Regions from separate parts of the Drosophila melanogaster genome. Here region 1 is linked to region 2. The links are chromatin contacts, called in public Hi-C maps. All regions are on one chromosome and are shown on one strand. The core of a region is the stretch at or near the end of the contact, and the rest is flanking DNA. Distances in the headings are between cores, read along the strand shown.

Region 1 (6,787 bases), core at 3,524-6,023, 3.2 Mb after region 2:
AGTGGTTGTTATGTTCGCGGTGCCGGCAAGCAGGGTAACAGCGGCCGAGATTCGTGAAGCAGTCGGTGGTAATGCTGGAGTTGATACTTTTCCTGGAATCTGCTTTCCATGCTGCAGATTGTTAACAGGCTGCTGTTTAAGCTTACTAGATGCGTGGGTCGGTGTTGAGGCTGTCGACGAAGAGGCACCCGAACTGGTCGTAGTCGAGGTGGCGGCTTGAATACTCGACTTCCTGTTGGGTGAACCCGTTGTTGGCTTAACCGACGCAGCTACAGCTGTGGTAACTATCGACTTGGTCGACTTCTGCTGGGCGACACGCGAAGGTGGCGGGGGTGTCGAGGGGCCAGCTGGTGTTACCATCGACTGGCCTCTGGACAGGATGGAGACGCCTGGGCAACCGCTGGCTGCTGCCTCAGCTACGTCATTCGCTATGGATGCTGGCGTAGCTGTACCTGTGAGCAAACAATTTAGTCGACGTTAATGGATTAATTGTCACGGAACATACTTTGTTTGTTGGCCAATTTGGGACGTTGCTTTTTGGCTTGCTCTTGGAAAAGCACTGGCTGCTGGCACGTATCGGTTGTATCGGGCAAGTCCGACTGTACTAGCGGCAGGCTATTGTGGGTCTCCGTGACATTGTCCACTGCAAGAGGAATCATTAGACTTTGACACTTGAAGCCCGGCTAACTTCAATTCAACATTTCAACGATATTGAGATGCTTCCCTTCGTTTACAAATACAATTCTAAAGAAAATTTGGACGTTTTTATGAACTCACCGTCACTATATTGCCAGAAGCTTAGATGGTCTTCTGCGTTGCCCGAGTGGGCTAGTATGTCTTTTACAATTACGCTGATCTGATCTTTATCCGTTGATTTGGGTGGAGGCGATGGGTGTACGTCCTGACCGACAGCGTCTTTGCAGTACACCGCTTCTGGCACCTTTTCCAAGGAAACGGACTGCTTAAGGGAACTCGCCGGCTTCACAGTCTGCATCTGCTGATCTACCATTGCGCCAGACAATAACGATGACCCCGAGCCAGAGTCCATCAGAGTGGGCGCCTGGTACAGGCACAAGGTACTATTGTCATCCAGAGCTGTGTCCAGATCTGTGTGCTGTGTTAGTGTCGAGTTTGAGTCCTTTTTTATAAAAACCGATCTTTTCCATCCATCCATCACATTCTCCATGGTGTCAGGATGGATGATGGGAATGGCGTATTTGCGCTTGCATACCTTATCGCTGTTGGCCCCCAGTTGCGGTGCTGTTGTTACTGACGGAGTTGGAAGCGAGGTGGTTGAAAAACCACTGGCCACCGCGGGAACTCCAGTCACACTTGGGACACTAGGTAAGGTGGTGGCGCTGTTGCTCTGCAAGTGCGGAGCAAATGTGTGCAGCCCGCCTGGTGGTTGGGGTGGCGGCGCCTGCATTCCAGCCGGAGCCAAAATAGGGGTCGTCATCCCGGCGGGCGGTCCCAATGCCAAACTGGGAATGCCAAAGTTGTGCGGCAGATGATGAAAAGCAGCAGCTCCGTTCAGTGCACCGCTGCGCGAGTTCATCATTGGAGCCACATTTGTCGGAGCGGGACGTTGGGCATTTCCTGGGGCCATGGTATATGCGGTAAAGTAGTTGGTATGTTGGGCGGTGGGAGTAGATCTTTGCCCTCCGCGCATATTGCCGCGATGTGTATTGGCACCACTAACCACGTTGTTTCCAGCAGAGTTTTGAGCGTTCGGCCCAAGTTGGTAGTAAGCTAGTGTCGGCGTTTGAGCAGCTCCCGGTGCCCCGCCTGGACCTTGTTGTTGAGCAGTGGGAGGAAGCTGTTTCTGTTGTGGAGGAGGTGGCGCAGCCGCATAGAATGAAGCTCCAGCCGCTCCGTTAGTGGGAAAGGTCACAGCTGGCTGCATGCCCATCAGAGGTCCGGTCTGATTAATTGGTATATAGGTGGCGGAAATGTAGGGTCCACCCGCATTTCCGCCGGCAGGTGCGATCAGGCCAGCTGATTGTTGAAAGTGGGGTGGTAGAGTTGGGTTGCTCAGGGCACGAGGCATGTTTGACCCCGGCGCCACGCCATTTGCTCCACCATGGTGACCACCAGTAAGAGGATGTCCCAACGTGTTGGAACTGGCGGCGGCGCTCAGTTGGAGGGTAGCGCCGCCGCCGTTGGCACTGTTGTTAACCGCCGCGGAATGCGCGGCGTAGGACGGCTGGGTATTGTAGAAGATGACCGGCTGGTGGTGCGCCTGGGCCTGGGCTTGCACCTGCTGCTGTTGTTGCTGTTGGATGTGTTGCTGAAGATGAGCGGCGGCGACGGCTGCTTGTTGTTGGTGTTGCTGCTGCTGCTGTTGCAGTAAGTGCTGCTGCTGGTGGTGGTGCAGGCCGCTGTGGTTCGGGACGAACACTGCGTGGGACTGCTGCTGCTCCTGCTGTTGCTGGAGGTGATGGTGGTGCGAGTGCGTCGCCTGGTGATGCTGGGCTTGATGGTTGTGGTTCTGCTGATGTGTCGACTGTGGCCTGGTTCCCTTCCCACCCCCTCCCTGTTGAGGGAACATAGGAGGACCTTCGAAGGATCTGCACACGCATACAATCGCACCGTCACACGCACAGGCACACACGGAGAGTTAGGAAAACCGCGGCCAGAGCAAAACAGATGTACAAATCGTAATGTTAGTAAGATGGAAATGAAAGTGAAAATGGAGTTGGCGATGTGGAAAATGCTTGGCGTATTAGGTTTTCAGTCAAAGCCGTGAGTACATGCGAATGAGAGTTAAATCAAACGTGTGCAAAAGCAACCAAAAATGATCATGCAAATTATGTGTTTACATCTTATGACTAAGGGCTATTTTACAAATGCACTCCCTCTTTTACCCTTTTCTTTATTCTTTAATATTTCAATCAATTGAGCTCTTTAATTGGAATGTGGTGTATGATGTCACTCGCGGGGCGTGTATACATCCAAAATGCTTTCGAAGATGGCTCGACACCTTATCGCGCCGGTTTTATCAATGGACTAGTCACTTGCGCAGCCTAAATACTTGTACATAGGTGACACACGGTAACAAGTGGCGCTATTAGTCAGTACTGGCCTTAAAGCGGAACAAAACAAAGGCAGCCACAAAGAAGCAGCTGCCAGCGAGCGTAGGAGGTGAGCTATGGGCTGCTGTCGTCTTTATGGCTACAACCAGTTTGGCATTCCGTCAGCACTTCCATCGGCACAGTGGAGACCGCAAGAACTAGATCACTTAAAACTGTTTACGATATGATTTCTTTTAGTTATAATACTACCAAACGGAATTTCATTGTTGTTTTGCTAAGCAAGCGTTCAATGCTGATTGATAAGAATATGAAGACAAACATTGGCCAATATTCACTGTGGTGTTCTCTTTGGAGCTCTCTGCTGGCCTAGAAAAACCAACTCCGCTGCAGTTTGCGGCCAAGCACCTTCAAGCCAGAAGAAAACCAGTTTTCCAGCAGACGAAGTACGTGCATGGCTCTTTTCACTCCATGGCGAGGAAAACGAAAACCTGGCTGGCAGATAGGCTCACTTGTTTCATGTTTGTTTGTAAACAAAACCAGTTGGAGTGTGTGGGTGCTGCTCTAAATGGGATCGCGATCGCTTATTGGGAGTGCATTCGTACTGGAGGCAGTGTGTTATAGTAGTAGTAGTGTGTTATTAAACTAATAAACAAACAATTAATGTAAATTGCGTGAAAAAGCAAGCAAATACTAGAATGGGAGTAAGTTGTAAGTCAGATTTCGAAACTTACCGCTTCCTGTGCTTCGATTGGTAGATGTGATGATTATAAGGGTATTCGATTTATCCTATTTCTTAGTTCCTAAGGTAGACCTGCCTTTAAGCCTATCCGGCTTCCCTTGACACCTGGTCAAGCTCTACGCCTCCTCCTGCTGCTGCTTATTTGCTCCTCCGTTCCTTTTTCCTATTTCTCGTGGAAACTCCTCGTCTTTGTGGTTGTTGGCTCTATCCGGAATACTACAATAGCTCAGATATTCCATGTATAAAAATACTCCAATTCACTGTGATGCACATGCACATCTGCATTTGTGCAGACGGACGAGGGGCACGTACACGTACATGCGTACAAATATACAAAATAACGTACGGCTAGTGCTAAAATTTCACGGTAATTTGTTCTGTAATTAAAGGCGTTAGAGGAAGTTAAAACGTATGCTTAAATTTTGCAATTGCGAGGAATCAAAATTACAATATGATGAATATGAACACCAAAGCAGCGCCTGCTACGAATTTATTCCCTCTCCTTGTCCAGCTGAGCAGCCTCAGCCCCGGATTGAGAATGAGAAATGGGCAGCCAAGTGCCAATTCGTAATTTGACACTAATGGCAAGGGGACTTTTTGTAGGTTTTTAACCTTTTTCAGATTTTCAGGTAATACTTTTCCCCGAAAAGGCGAGGCGTTGGTTTATGTTTTTTTACCGTTTTGACTTTTTGCCGTTCGCTCTTTTTTTGCGCTCTCTCTGTCTCTGTCTGGCCGCCAGTACTTACCGTTCTGCTCCTGCTCGCTAGCACGCTCTCTCGCTCGCACTCCACACACAAAACTGAGGAAGGAAACAAAAAAAAATGCAGTTCCACGCGGGGAACACGCCAAAAAGTTGCTCTGGCACTGCGCCTTTACATTAGTGCATCGTCTGCTTCACCTCGTTATGTATACACGGCTCACTATCTGTTACAAACAATTTTGTAATGTAAATAGTCTGCAGAAACACGTCCGTTTCGTTTGATGAAATAAGAGTGACCGTTGCACGTAGGGATGGAACATAACTCGATGGCGGCAGCATCGATGTCTACGCAGCGAATATCGATTGTGAAAGTTCCAGAAATATCCCGCAGGAATATTATACATTTTAGTGCGTCCTCAAACCGGGGTGGAGAACTTGGATTCAAGCTTGGCGCGTAATATTTTGAACGTTCTTCATCATAAGAATAATCATTCTTTCGAAATAGAAAAATAGGCCTTATGCAGGTGTTATAATAACAATTATTATATAATGCGCATTGTGGTGCATGACGCAGAATATCATATAAATTCCACACATATTTCGCTGTTATTATTGTTTATTCTAACTTTACATTTTAATTTGAATGATATATTCATAATTTACGCATTCGTAGGACAGCATATGCGCAGAATCCTGTTTCCATTCCATTCGCAACTTCCGGATTGCCTCCCCTTAATGCTCTTAGACTACCCCTCGTGCAGAAATTGCAGTGTTTACGCGCTTGTAGTAAAAGTTTTGCTCTTTCTGTTTTGCCGGATGCGCAACGCCCTCCACTTCCCACATAATCCTTTACTCTGCGCCCTCACCTCCCTCTAGTATCCGTTTTTCCAATGCTATACCCTTCTCTACTTATTACTCCTTATCTCAGTATACACTATGGCCAAAACTTTAAAGTAAAACGAGTGCAAGAATGAACTCGGAGCCTTATTGCAGCCTAAAAAAATTATATACACATAGAGCCCACAAACAGAGTCTGAAGGGATTATTTGGTGGTTGAAAATGCAAAAAGACTAGACCGCAAATGCAAATATTTTAACTTGGCACAACGAAACCGCATACGGACTGTCCGTATTTTGCATTTTTTTTTTTCCATTTCAGTTGTGAAGTCATTTGCAATGCTTGTTTTCCTGTGCGTACTGTCATGTTTTTGTGGCCTTTGCGGTTGCACTAAAGATAGTGTGAGGACAACAGATGAGTAAATGGACGAGGCTCTTACTTTTTTTCAATAATTTTGCTCTCAGCACAAACATTTTGAATATAACGGTCGCTGAGTGCGCTACCTGAGCGGCAGGTTTTGACAATACAATTCGAAAATGAAATTGCAACACTTTCCGAAATTTGGATCAAAAAGATACGATTTTTAAAGTTTTATTTAAATTTTATACATTTTTCAAAGATAATATCGTCTTACATCTTATTAATTTATTTAAAAGTATACTTATTAATTGAATCCCCCTTAAAAAAAAAGCCTCTGCTTTTTGGTATATTTTGAACCCATAATGATTTAATTTGGTATTTCTTTCAGCACCGCATGGTATCTTTCGGGGACGCGAGTGCAGCCACACCAAAAGCGAATTCCTTTACTCCCGCTGCGGTCACACTAAGTCCGAAGCTTGATTCGCCCTGACGCGCGTAACGCTTTTTTCCCGCATCACTTTCCTCCACTTTGGCGCTGAAAAATTCTGCACAACAAGAAGAGAATGCACCAAACTGAAATTGCAACCGACTGCGACTACTGCACCTGAGCCGGTTACGAAATCAACTCTTATATTACTCATATAATTTTGGCATCCATGTAGAAACGAATAAAAATAGTGCGCGAACTGAAAACCCGTTAAAACGAGAATGGGCATAGCCCAAAATAAAACTTTTTCGTTTCTTTTTTACCGTTTATTTAACACAATCAATTAAAATAAAACCAAACACAAGATTTACTCAAAGTAAATCGCGTATAAGCTCGACTACCATAAATGTTAATGTGAAAATTGTGCAATAATTAGAGAAATTTCTAAAAGAAATTCATAAGTGCGGTATTCGTAAATTGCATTGTTTGCAAATGCAAAAAGCAAATGTTATGCAACTATAAGTTACAAGTTAAAACATACAAAAAGTAAACAGAAAATTAATAACCAACCGACAGTACATACAGATAAATGTATATATATAGCGAAGCAATGTGTGTATATAGAGCACTTTGAGACCTCGAAACAAGGACTTCGCCAAGGACTACGGATTACTACACTTTGCCGCCAAGCT
Region 2 (6,318 bases), core at 1,793-4,292:
AGTTCCTGCAGCGCTTGGCGCATCTGCCGCCTGGGGGAGCAGCCGGATCTGGGCCAGGAGGCTCCGCAGCCGGATCCACCTCCAGCGTGGCAAGCAGCTCGAGTTCGGCGAACGTGGAAATCGATCTGTCCAAGTCGACGGGCGCGAAGGTGCCCCAGGTGCCGGTGCCGCCGCAGTTGCAGCACCTGACCAAGCAGCAGCAGAGCACTCTCCAGACGCAGCTCTCCCAGATCAGTGCTGCCGCCGCTCATCATCAACAACAACAACAGCAGCAACAACAGCAACAGCAGCAGCAGCAGCAACAACAACAGCAAGCAGCAGCCAAGCACCAGCAGCAATTGACTGCTGCCCTCATCCAACAGCAAAACCGTGTCCTCGCCCAGCAAAATTTAGAGAAGCTTAGCAACCACCTCAGTCCGCTGGAAAAGCAGCGAGTTTTCGCCCAGCTGGATCCAAAGCACTTTGATCCCATGGCCGTTGCGGCTGCAGCCGCCAATCTTCAAATCCAAGGCCTGATGCAATCGCAGGCAGTGGCTGCCGCCGTCGCCGCCAATCAGCAGACTCCGGCGGCTACGACTACATCTGCTGCAGGAGGAGCTGCAGCCGGCCCGCAGGCCCATCACGGACACCATCCCTTGCCACCGCCATCGCAGTCGCCACACTCATCCTCTTCGTCTTCCTCTCATTCCTCGTTGGACCAGATTACCCACAAGAACGTCGCCGACTCCTTGCGGTGGGTGAGATTTATTAGATATTATTATTTTAAATTCTTTTTCTTGGCAAAACATGTGTACAAAGACTTATTTTTTTATTAAAACAAACAAAAAATATTGTATGTATTTGATAAGTAACGAATTAGGTTGTTTACAATATTATTTATTATTTGCTATATGTAAAGTAAATTGATCACTTTTAAATGTTTGCTTTAGGCCCTTAATTGAATTCATTTAACTTTTCCGATTTCAGTTCCAATCTGGACTCAATAGAATCGAATAAGGATCTGCTGGCGCTGCACAACGGAGCCTGGGCCACCGGCGATGCCAATCGAATGGATCACTTGGCCGTGGGTCAGGACAAGATAGTGCGCATCTTTGCGGAGCTGATGCGAAACATGTCGCGGATGAAAACCTACATACGTCCCTCGATGTGCAAGCCCTACGGCAAGCAGAGTGAGAGTCTGCAGAAAAGTGAGTACCTTGGCTGGGAACCGGTTTCGCTATCTGCGATGCTGACCGCCTCCTGCTTGCTCGTTCTCTTCCCCGACAGCCCTCATGGACACCATTCAGATCGTGCAGACGCTGCGCAACTGCCTCCCAGCTCCTCACATACCCGTGTCGTCCTGGAAAAGTGAGAGCGAGGGCAACGTGGGATCAGGAGTGAGCGCGGGAGTAGGAGTGGGTGTCCCTGCAGGACTTAACCTGGGCGCCGCCTTGGGTCTGCCATCGGGCAACATGCACTAGATGCGGGCTGGAGCTCATCGGGTAGCATGCAATAGCTCCGGATTTATCCACTCACATTCTTCCAGCAGTTAGAGAACACTTAGTACTTACACGCAGAGAAAAGCATAGATGATAGGCATAGCAATTTACCCTCGTAGGCGTGGCTCCAGTTTTCCTTTTAGCAATTACGTGCCATGTTCAACACAAGACTTGATTTCACATTTTCCACATTTGACTGACCTTTAGGCATACATATGTATCGAATCCCGCGGCTTGAATTTGATTCCCATCACTCTTTGTTTTCCAGTTTGGCATGCAAAATTATGAAGCAAATCGGCAAATTAGTTAAACAATTGGCAAAACGTCTGTGATATTTGAATTATGTTGGCAAACGGAAGACAAAACTAAATTTAATTTATTACGTTGTGTGCCCTCTGTTGTAATGTCTTACTTTTTACTTTGTGCAATATCTACTAAGCATATATTCTTAGCCGTTCTCGTGCAATCGACGACTTTTCGCCCATATCAAAAGCAACTCGAATGTAGCCTATACTTAAACTAACCTACTGATAATCGGACATGATAGACGCGTAAGACTTACATTATATTTTGCATTAGGACTTCAGAGTATCTGAATAACAATTGGCGGATGGCCGCGGTGGCGAAAGCGACATTACGAGTTGTGTTTAAATTTAAGAAGCTGAAGAAGGGTTGTACTCCGCATGCAAGGGCTATTTAAATATATATTTTAACCCGCCCGAGCTCACCATTACCAGAAATTCGATAAACGAGCAAACAGTATTATACGCAATAAAAAGACACCTGCAACCATAAGTATTTACCTAGCTGATGTGTGGGAATTTATCGTAACATACCATATTATCGCTTAATGTTTAACTTCTGGACTTAATAATAAATAAATATTTTATTCTACGACAAAGAAGAACTTTTCAATGTAACATTATTAACTGCTTTAAGTCATATCCTTAAACTTTCGCCTTGAAAATCTTTAAAACCCTACAGGTATTCCAAATTAATAATCTCAGGTGCTAGAAATTTAATTAATATATTTTGGAAACAGCATAAATTAGTGAAAATACAACATTGTTTTAATCAAACATTTTTAAAAGCATGTTTTCGGTTGCAAAGTTTTCCAATTTCAATCCTGAAATTAAAGTTGAGTTGAACAATTGCTATAAAAAGCGACCATTTATTACGTTTTATAAACTGTCCCGATTGTGATTTTAGTTGTTTATTTTATTTCATATTTAAAACCGTTACTATTTTAAAAATCGTTCGCTAAAGATTGTGCTTTTAAGCATTGATAACTATCGCTAATTGCCAGAATTCGTAATCTTATTTGACTTGAATTGTAAAAATATAGGATTTAGGATTTTTACCAAATAGATGTAGTTCAAAGAACACAATTCTTTTTATTATTAAGCATTTTATTTTGGGAGTTCCTTGCACTAGCTTTTTGCAGCGACCTGTGTGTAAGCTTACATTGAGATAACATTAATGTGAACGTGCAGCGAATGCAGCACTATAACATTGGCCAGTGGAAACATGATATTTGCTAGCATGCTGACTGGCGCCGTGGATTTTGACGTTCTTAGTTGACGGTCACACAGCGCACCGAGCTGCGTTTTTCGTTGATAATTTTTAAATTTATTTATTAGTTTATTGGTTGGAAATAGAGCTGCCCCCAACTGCCCGCTGACCACGGAATTATCGGTCCGGTCCACCGACCTCCGCTTTCACACACTATTCGGCAATCGATATATACGCTGACGGTAATTGGAGAACGTTTTTTCCATTTTATCTCCACCTTGTCCGCACTTCGTTTTGTGCTCTCTTTGTGCGCTGCCTCCGCTTAACATTTGGGCCTGTAAGAAACACATATAAGCAGAACGGCCCGCCGTGTGTGCCTGTGAAATTGGTTAAATAACGTACAGTGGAATGGGCCAATGGCCAAAATGCAATAAGAATATGTGTGTGCAATAAAAATAGGGAACGGTACCGTGCCCCAAAACATGAAAATGGTGCTAGACGCTCCTAACGCCGTGCCGAGCTGGCATATTTTGCTTAGCGACGCCGTCGGCTCCGTTTTTCCCGGCCGCGAACTTTGCGCGAGGAATTTACAACAAAAACAATGAATTAAATGGTATTTAAATTGTCCATATAATGCGGTTTGGAAATGCGAAATTGTGCCTAACTTGCCCAATGCAAACGAATGTTTCTCTTTGAAGGCCCTGCTTAATGACGTCACAAGCGTAGCAGAGTGCAACAGACAGACAACAATGACCGATGAGCATAAAAGTAACATTAACAGTAACAGCAGTCACTCCAGCAACAACAACAACAACGGCAGCAGCAGCAATAACGACAACAACAGCAACGACGACGCAGCAAGTAGCAGCAACAGCAAAAACAACAACACCAGCAACGAGAGCAGCCACAGCAACAACAATACTAGTAGCATAATTGCAGAGGCGGCCGCCAAGTTTCTACTGAAAAATGGCCTAAACGGCAGTAGCAGCACCAGCTACCCCCCTCTGCCACCGCCTCTGCCCGCCAACTTAAGCAGGACGACCACGCCCACGACAACGACAACGCCCTCATCCTCCAGCTCCACCGCCTCAAATGGCTTTTTGCCGCATGCCAAGACGCCCAAAAGTAGTAGCATTATGGCTGCGTCCGCCGCAGTGGCAGCCAGCGTCGTTGGAGCTACTGCGTCCAAGCCCACCATCGATGTCCTGGGGGGCGTCCTGGACTACAGTTCCTTGGGCGGAGCTGCAACAGGCTCACTGCCCACCACTGCAGTAGTAGCGGCGGCAGCGGGAACAGCGAAGATCGGCAAGGGAAGCAACTCCGGCGGAAGCTTTGATATGGGCAGGACACCAATATCGACGCACGGCAACAACAGCTGGGGCGGCTACGGTGGTCGTTTGCAGTTCTTTAAAGGTAAGTATCTTGGTTTATTTATACCGAATCAGAGCAGTGTAAAGAAAACCATTTTTTAACTATTCTGCGTAGATGGCAAATTCATATTGGAACTGGCGCGGTCCAAGGATGGCGATAAAAGCGGCTGGGTTTCGGTCACGCGCAAGACCTTCCGCCCTCCATCGGCGGCCACCTCCGCAACTGTGACCCCAACGTCGGCGGTGACCACAGCGTATCCAAAGAACGAGAATTCCACATCGCTGAGCTGTACGTAACACATGGCATAGTAGTTCCCAACGGATTACCCCTTCCATTTAATTACTTGACCCGATTGGAATCAGATTTGAGTAAAAGGAATTGGATTTTGAAACATGTGTAGATAGCTAGCTTAATCCGAGCGGTCAAAGCTTACAAACACTTGCAGTTATAAAAAACATGTGCCTATTTGACTTAAATTGTTCTAATGGCACGTAGAGGATAAAGTCCAATTTCGAAAACAAAAAATCTGTAAAAAACGACCGCACCTATGTTCAAATCTCTGATCTATTTTAAAACTGTATATATCGGCCATCTCTAATATTATATTTAAAATCTACGAAAATGTCAAACGTTTTAATGAAATAGTAAGAAAAAACCAAACTGTTCAGAATCGGTCATGTTCTTTGTATGACAGTTTTCCAATTCGATCCTATAAAATATAATGTCCTCCCATCCTTGTATACATTTAAATCCTATTTCATAAATTGTTAACAATCTGAATCAAACAAAAGCAAATATTTATTTATGCCAAACTATAATTAACTACTACAATTTGTCTATGTATACCTTGCGTTAATATTCCTCTTCATTGCAGTTTCGGACGACAACAGCTCGATACAATCCTCTCCTTGGCAGCGAGACCAGCCCTGGAAACAGTCCCGACCCAGGCGCGGCATATCTAAGGAGCTGTCGCTCTTCTTCCACCGCCCCAGGAACAGTACGCTTGGCCGAGCTGCTCTCCGGACAGCCGCTCGCAAACGACGGCGCCCCCACGAGCCGCTTACCACCAGCGAGGATCAGCAGCCCATTTTTGCGACGGCAATCAAGGCGGAAAATGGAGACGATACTCTTAAAGCAGAAGCTGCAGAGGCCGTTGAAATTGAAAATGTTGCTGTGGCGGACACAACCACAAATGAGATTAAAATTGAAAAACCGGACACGATCAAAGGCGAGGATGATGCTGAACGGCTCGAAAAGGAGCCGAAGAAGGCGGTTAGCGATGATAGCGAGTCAAAAGAAGCATCGCCCGGTCAGCAAGTGGAACCACAACCAAAAGATGAGACTGTTGATGTTGAGATGAAGATGAATACGAGCGAGGATGAGGAACCCATGACAGAGCTGCCCAGAATCACGAATGCCGTAAATGGTGATCTAAACGGCGATCTAAAGGCGAGCATTGGGAAACCAAAATCCAAGCCGAAGCCAAAAGCCAAGCTCAGCAGCATCATTCAGAAACTCATCGATAGCGTACCAGCACGGCTTGAGCAAATGTCGAAGACATCAGCTGTGATCGCATCGACAACGACGTCTTCAGATCGCATTGGTGGCGGTCTAAGTCACGCCTTGACGCACAAAGTAAGTTTTACTTGGCACAACCTGCATAAGCTGCGGTTTCAAATGTTAATCATGTACTGCAACATTTTTATTATGTTAAAGTTGTAAATCTAGTTAGGGACTTTCATAAAGAAAAAACTTTGAATTGACCACTTAAATATCTTCTTTTAGGTTTCTCCACCCTCTTCTGCGACAGCAGCCGGACGACTAGTCGAGTACCACACCCAGCACGTGTCGCCCAGGAAAAGAATCCTGCGCGAGTTCGAAAAGGTGTCGCTAGAGGACAACGGATGCGTAAACAACGGCAGCGGTGGAGCTAGTAGCGGTGGTGCTGGAGGAAAAC

The links. Hi-C and Micro-C count contacts between places; a contact is called where the count stands out from the background.
Region 1: a Hi-C map of the Kc167 cell line shows a contact between it and region 2, with 2.1 times the contacts expected there. The contact joins the promoter of CG33111 here to the promoter of H in region 2. A contact is called at or near these places in 3 of 107 Hi-C or Micro-C datasets (the Kc167 cell line, the S2 cell line and embryo).

What each region holds. Positions count from the first base shown.
Region 1 is chr3R:23,814,464-23,821,250 of dm6, forward strand. CG33111 reads right to left here and starts at 4,774. Exons shown (of 9, transcript NM_176548.4): 1 at 4,518-4,774; 2 at 3,764-4,148. It overlaps CG34355, which reads left to right. Exons shown (of 15, transcript NM_001300559.2): 2 at 6,057-6,787. It overlaps eIF4G2 (eukaryotic translation initiation factor 4G2), which reads right to left and starts at 4,774. Exons shown (of 7, transcript NM_001300560.1): 1 at 4,518-4,774; 2 at 3,764-4,148; 3 at 778-2,567; 4 at 506-643; 5 at 1-452. The coding sequence starts at 2,548.
Region 2 is chr3R:20,618,896-20,625,213 of dm6, forward strand. H (Hairless) reads left to right here and starts at 3,043. Exons shown (of 6, transcript NM_169907.2): 1 at 3,043-3,603; 2 at 3,689-4,403; 3 at 4,476-4,649; 4 at 5,236-5,996; 5 at 6,147-6,318. The coding sequence starts at 3,601. It overlaps CG5466, which reads left to right. Exons shown (of 5, transcript NM_142644.2): 3 at 1-733; 4 at 967-1,187; 5 at 1,267-2,374. The coding sequence ends at 1,460.